2 separate regions of the Salmo salar genome follow, and region 1 is linked to region 2. The links are chromatin contacts, called in public Hi-C maps. All regions are on one chromosome and are shown on one strand. Each heading gives the region's core, a stretch centred on a gene start, on an enhancer-like site or on the middle of the called end of the contact. The rest is flanking DNA. Distances are from core to core; before and after follow the strand shown. Region 1 overlaps ssbp4 (single stranded DNA binding protein 4). Region 2 holds the start of ssbp4 (single stranded DNA binding protein 4).

What was found. Hi-C and Micro-C count contacts between places; a contact is called where the count stands out from the background.
Region 1: a Hi-C map of muscle shows a contact between it and region 2, with 4 times the contacts expected there. The contact joins the enhancer-like site here to the promoter of ssbp4 in region 2. A contact is called at or near these places in 2 of 3 Hi-C or Micro-C datasets (gill and muscle).

What each region holds. Positions count from the first base shown.
Region 1 is chrssa23:32,278,508-32,281,918 of Ssal_v3.1, reverse strand. All of the region lies in intron 4 of ssbp4 (single stranded DNA binding protein 4), which reads right to left. Among protein-coding and RNA genes, the nearest start is that of LOC100194916, 40 kb to the left of the region's middle. Within about 2 kb of position 1,673, at least 5 of the 13 cell types and tissues checked have an H3K27ac peak or open chromatin away from gene starts, as enhancers often do. A contact at or near this core is called in muscle, where this site is marked.
Region 2 is chrssa23:32,197,090-32,200,405 of Ssal_v3.1, reverse strand. It overlaps ssbp4 (single stranded DNA binding protein 4), which reads right to left and starts at 1,909. Exons shown (of 18, transcript XM_014169744.2): 1 at 1,679-1,909. The coding sequence starts at 1,734.

The sequences.
Region 1 (3,411 bases), core at 424-2,923, 82 kb before region 2:
CCTCAGCGGAGGGGATTCATAGGAGTGAAACATGCTTATGGTTTACTCCTGTTTGGTTTGTTCTGAGCGGTTTCCTCAGTATTTTACCCCCTCTAACAGCACCCCTCCTCCCAGCCAGCCACTCTCCCATCCGACCCCTGGGCCTTACCTCCCCAACCCCACAGGCTGTCCTGTAGCAGTGCTGCGACCCCCTCTCTGTGCCTCTTTTTCAACTTCTGGTTTTGATTTGGTAGCAACCGCCCTTTGACCCTCTCTCTGTGACACAGTACATTGCTGCCTACTGGAAAGGGATACTGAAACGCATTTTCAGGCACAGCTAGAGACGTTTACTCCTTCTAGGGTGTATGGATACACACCAACAAACAGGCAAAGACATGAGCCCACACAGACACAGATCAACACAAGGGACCGTATTCATAGCCACATGCTCCCCCTCCTCAATTATTAGTCTAAATATGTCAGTGATCACAGAGAGGCAGACCGCCCTGATCTCACACTCTCTCCCTCCTCCTCCTGCCTCTCATTGCCTCTCCCTCCAGTCCCTTACTCTCCTCTCCTCTCCTTCGCTCTCCCCCTCACTCTCCTCTCATCTCTCTTGCTCTCTTTTCTCCCTCTTTCATACAGAGTTTATTAGCTATGTTCACTTAGAGCTGAGGCGGCAGCCTGCCAAACTCCACATAAACACGGTGCACTGCATTTCACAGCCATTCCGCAGGTAATGCAAACACGGAAAAGATTTCAGCCACATCAACAGTCCACTGTATCTCAGTCAGAACCATTGCCTCTGTGCTTTGAATTTAATCTTGCAAGATCAATTAAGAAAGTTTCATGAACAGGTGTTCATGAAATTTAAGAAAAGTGGATCTTCCAGGTTTCTCTGGATCAAATGCAATAAACTGAAATGCAAACAATCGTAATGATATTAATTCAGGAGGAATGCACACATTTTAGGGCTGCAAAAGTTTGTTTAGAACCAGAGTCAGTCCTTGGTTTCTGGCCTCACGTCACATCAGAACCATGGTGGTATTTCAGAAGTCAAGGCTTCCATTTTTTCTTCATCAATGAACGCAAGATCTTTCAGCCCAAACTCACAGCTAGCCACAGAATTGGCAGGTGCAGCACATACAACCAGGGTTACACAAAACTAGAAAAAACATCACCCAGAACATTGGGTCTTTAACTTTGAAAGGGAGAAACAGTGGGACCCCAGTAATCCAGCGAGTTTAGATCTGATCCAAGATGCTTCTCCAGATAAGGGTGTGTAAGAGGGATGGGGAGGAGGGACTCAGAGGGCTGATCTGAGGAGACTAGAGCAGGCCATTCACAAGCTACTGTTGTTGAAACGCACATAGGCCAACTAATGCTATGGAGACATCGCTTGTTTTACAGTCAGCAGGGGTCAGTTAGTGAACAAACACACACGAAGGCGCGCACACACACACGCAGAGAGAGAGATAACTGCATGCGCTAGAAGGCACTTTGAGAGTATCATCTTACAGTACATTGAAACTGATGTATGATTCATATACTAGGCCTATATAAAATAACATATCACAGCTTCTAAAATGACACTACAAGTCTCTTGGCTTCAGTCTGGCCAAGAATAGACATGGCCACTAGGACCTAGGGGAGATCCCTTATGGACACGCCCCCACACCCTTTAACACACAGTGCCCAGACTGCCTCCTTCTCCCTCTCTTTATGCTAATTCTGCATGTGAACATGAGCAGGTCGCAGAGTCCCTGGAGGAGAAATGGGGTCGTCTGCCTCCACTCTCCTACCCCCCCCCCACCCCCACCCCACCACCAACCCCCAGCCAATAGAGTCTGGGTGTCAGGCAGCTCACAGAAGCCGTTGTCATGGTGACAGCTCCTGTCTGTGCTCTGTCCCTCAGGCATCTCAGATCGAGAAAGCATCGTGTTTACGATAGAGAGGGAGAGAGAGAGAGAGAGAGAGAGAGAGAGAGAGAGAGAGGAGAAAGAGAGGCAGAGAAAGAGGGAGAGAGAGGGAGCGCAGAGGAGCGAGAATCTGTGCGTGCTGGACAGAGGAGAGAAAGAAAGAAAAAGGAGGGGTTAGAGATGAGGGCAGAGAGAGAGAGAGAAAAACAGAGCTAGAGAAAGATGTGAGGGACAGAGAGCGGAAGGAGGGGGGATGAAACTGTCCTTCTTTGACCAGCTATTGTTCTGCTGATCTGGGGTTTGGGAGGGCGGTGTGTGGGCCGGGTGGGGCAGGCCTCCCCGCTGGGGGGCTCACATGGCCTGCAGACACCCAGGCATCTCACACCCCTATTCCTGGCACCTCAACCCAATCTCTGACCTTTCCTCAACTCCAGCAGACAGACCAGGCTGACCCAGTCACAGGACCAGTCCCACTTTTATTCCTACTCTCTCCTTCTATCCCTCAGGGTCGCACATGGACCCCCTGCACATTTGCTCTGGATCATGTAACAAGCACTAAACACCCGGCACCTGGTGTCGCCTAAAATAAGGTCGCCAGCCGCTGATCCGTGGCGTGACGACGACAGGCTGCTCAGTGGGGCTGTGTCAATGCCAGGGCCAGGGCCTGAGCCAGGGCTCCATCAGGAAGACTCCTCACCCACAGCCAGATACCACAGAACATCATCCCAGACACGCACAGTACCAGGGAGAGGGACACACATGGCACTATCATATGGCAGCAACATCATATCCTAACCATGCCATAGCCATCATAGAACATACTAGCCAAGCCAGATATGAGCTAATAGCCGCTTGGCCATCTCCTGGTTGCCTATTATTGTAAAGAATGAAACGCACAGAGAATCTCACTGCCGATAGAATGCCGATAGGTACTTATCACAGTTGGAGGCTGTTCCTTCTCTTGCTAGAACTAAAGCGGTACCTGCTGTGTGCCGACCCAGTAGCAACAAACCTGCTCTTTCTATTTGTAGAATGGCAATGCTCGTAAGTGGCCAACAACATGACTTTGAGCCAATCAGAGAGCATGAACCCCCACGTGGGGGAGCCAACAGGAGTGATAACAAAAATAAAAGAACATTTAATTTTCACCTTACATTCTTATTTATCCAACCCAACTATCACACGTGCATAGCATACAGAACCTGTTTTGAGTGGGATTTCTCCTGCAGATCCTCAGCTGGTTGCTGCTGGAGCAAAACGGGGCTTTTATAAGCCCATTCATTGCTCAACAATTGAAAATGCAATCGCATGTTAAAAACAGTTATGTGCACTATTAAAAAGAGCTTCTACTTGTAATTGAAGCTTGCCTCCCACTCACCATTCATGTGCAGGCAACAGGCTAGCTGTGCGTCACCCACCACTTTACAATGTAAGCTGGAAGCAGTATGCATTTTGAAAACATAACGAATGAAATTTTATTTTCGTGTCAAATCGCCAATTGGCAACCCATCCC
Region 2 (3,316 bases), core at 660-3,159:
ATAGGGCTATCTTCTGTATACCTCCCCTACCTTGTCACAACACAACTGATTGCTCAAACGCATTAAGAAGGAAAGAAATTCCATAAATTGACTTTTTACAAGGCACACCCGTTAATTTAAATGCATTCCAGGTGACTACCTCATGAAGCTTGTTGAGAGAATGCCAAGAGCATGCAAAGCTGTCATCAAGACAAAGGGTGGCTACTTTGAAGAATATAAAATATATTTTTATTTGTTTAAAACCTTTTGGGTTACTACATGATTCCATATGTGTTATTTCATAGTTTTGATGCCTTTACTATTATTCTACAATGTAGAAAATAGTAAAATAAAGAAAACCCCTTGAATGAGTAGGTGTGTCCAAACTTGACTGGTACTGTATTTTAAACAAAATACAAACATCTGGATAAGCATCAAAAGCCTACATAGGAGAGTTTGAAATGAGGTACTGTTTCTCCATGATAAACGTACTGTATTTATTCATGCAGGAGAAAAAAAGCAACATGAGAAGCACTGCTATCCAGGTGCCTTGATCGACGTCTCCACATTATCTTTGTGATCTTGGGACAACAAACTCGGTTCATAGTTGTGACAGTCATCGTTACATCATGTGTGCAGGCTAAATATGTAACAAAGTGATGACCATATCAGGATCACAACACAATAGCTTGTGTCGCATAGAAAGCAACAAAGTACATAAGATGTTGCCTTTATGCAAAGCACTGGTTAAAATCTGTGCCTCCACTTATAATCAAAATCGTTAATTTGACACTTTAAAAGTTATGGCAGTTTCTTTGCCTTCCCCCAAAGAGGATAAAGGCTTAGCTTGTACTATGATATAGCCATTATTAATATTCAAAGCCTCACAAATTAGACACTTTGATATTTGGACAAATTAGTTCAAAAGGATTGAGGTTATTTTGTTCGTAAGTGTTAGTCCAAGGCTTTTCAAACATTTTACAGTAACACTCCTCTTAACATTGGTGTTAGGCTGCATTGCTTACATATACCACGCTTACAAGTTTACGTAGGTGTAACTAAAGTTTATTTAACAGTCAAGTCAGAACTTCTGTTCATTTGCTCAGGTGGGATGTCCAGCACAAATTCTTCATTAACACGAATGGAGTAAGAAGAAATCTATAATAAGACGTCTAGAGAAGATATCTAGTAAACCTACTGTATGGGTCGATTGCGTTTTAAAAATCCCTAGAAACTCGTCTCTCAAAACTTTGCACATTCAAACAATATGTGAGTCTGCGTCCATGCTGCATGCAACTGCTTACAGAAAAACAACATACTTAGATTCCATATCTTCTAAAATAGAATGTCATGCACAAAATCGTTGTTCGAAGTAGCAATTACGTTATTTCTTGCAATCGCTGCATGGGCGCTATATTTGATATTTACATTCTAGACAGCGATACATTTATAACCCCAAATGAACAACTATTCGGTTGATTGCGATAATGTTGCGATCATGTTTTAATAAATATCCTCTAAAAGAACGAGAAAGTAGAAGAAGAAAAAAAAGTTAGAGACGTACCACCGCGGGAGCAAACAACACTCAGGAGAGCGAGTGAGTAATGTACAGACCTATACATTATGGTAGCTATAGTTTAGAAAGTTGGAGATTCCTTTTAACCAGGTGAAACTCTTAAATAGTGCATAATTCACTTACTTTTCTCTCGCTTGGCTATCGGAAGGGACGACAGCTCCTTTACCTTTAGCGTACATGCTGGATTCTGTTTTAAGACTTTTACCCCACTCAACACCTGTCAAAGAAAGCAGCCAGCCAAACGTTCTATCTCCATAGCTACCCCTTTAGTGTTTTTCCTTATCCTCCTCCTCCCCCCTCCTCCTCCTCCTCCTTTTTTTCACATCTCCAACATTGGCCACAAATCAGGCACAGTTTCTATTGGGGGAACTTGAAACAGACCGGTGGTGGATTTTTTTCCCCCTCAACCGCTGTTCGAGAATGCATTCACACTCCCTCCGCTAGGGAATGGTGGGGGCTTCTTAAAGGGGAACGCACACGCTTCTTGTTTACTGACCTCAGAAACATGTAAGCAATTGAGATAGGAAAAACTGAAGTCCTCCATTTAGGCCAGCATTTCCCAAACTCGCCCCCTGGGATCCCAAAGGGGGCACGTTTTGGTTTTTGCCCTATCACTAACTGATGGTTTACATTTCTCAAATCATAAATTCAAAAAGGACTACTGGATTGACCAAAGGCTCAAGCCCGTTTTATCCGCACACCAAAATTGACTTAATTTACTGGGCAGTCCTAGGTAGCTGAGGGGTTGGACAAATACATTTCATGGTAGCTAATTGAATTACACAAATAGCCAAACTGACCATTGTGTGAAAGGCTACTGCCTGCGTGAAAACGTATCAAAATAATGAGTCGCAGTCTCCCCAAAATGTAGCAGTTACAGTGTTGTGCTTCGCAACTGAGTCAATTATGTATTATTATTTTTGAATGAGGACATCATTTTGCCTGTTGGTGAGCCAAAGTAGATATTTAGTGTGTGCTTAGTGTTGTAGGAGTTGTTGTCATCTCTTGCTTAGTGTTGTACCAATTCTTTAGTGATTCATAGAATCACATGATGAGGAACCTTGTCTGGGACATAAAAAACATTGTAGTCTTCAGACCAAAAGCTAGTTGGAGGGGTGAGCATCAACAGCCAGGGTTTAAACCAGTCGGTTACATTGGTGCCATGACCTGTATCAAAGAGCTGAGGTTGATGATGAGAGGAGTTTAAAGGGGAGTGAATGTAAAGCAGGCAGCTAGTCTGGAGAGTTGTAGCCTTTGCCTGTCGAGTAACCTCAACTGAGAGACCTAAAAAGTCAACTGCCCCCCCTTCTTATTGTCAGTTGTTGCCTCAACTTATTTTCAATGTCACCTAATGATCGATTTGAATTGCTACGTTCTGCCTCTATCGTTAAGATCCTAAGTGGCTGGGGGTGGAGCTACTCAGGTTCAATTATTTATTGTTTTGATATGGTTAAAAATAACCCTCATAGACCACCACACTGCACCGAGCAACCTTCCTCTGTAGCAAACGTCTTTGTTATACAATGTCAATAGAAACACAATGGATATGTGTAGTGTAGCAACCATTTCAGATATTCTACAGTTGGAAGAAAAAATCTATAAATTGCTGTCCAGCAGAGGAATTCCCCCAGCTCCTCCCATTGTGGGGGGGCCAAATGATAATTAATCACAGGTTGAATAATTTAATGCAGAGCAAACGGATGCCTTCATTTTAGTCATTTAGCAGACACTCTTATCCAGAGCAACTTACAGTTGTGAATG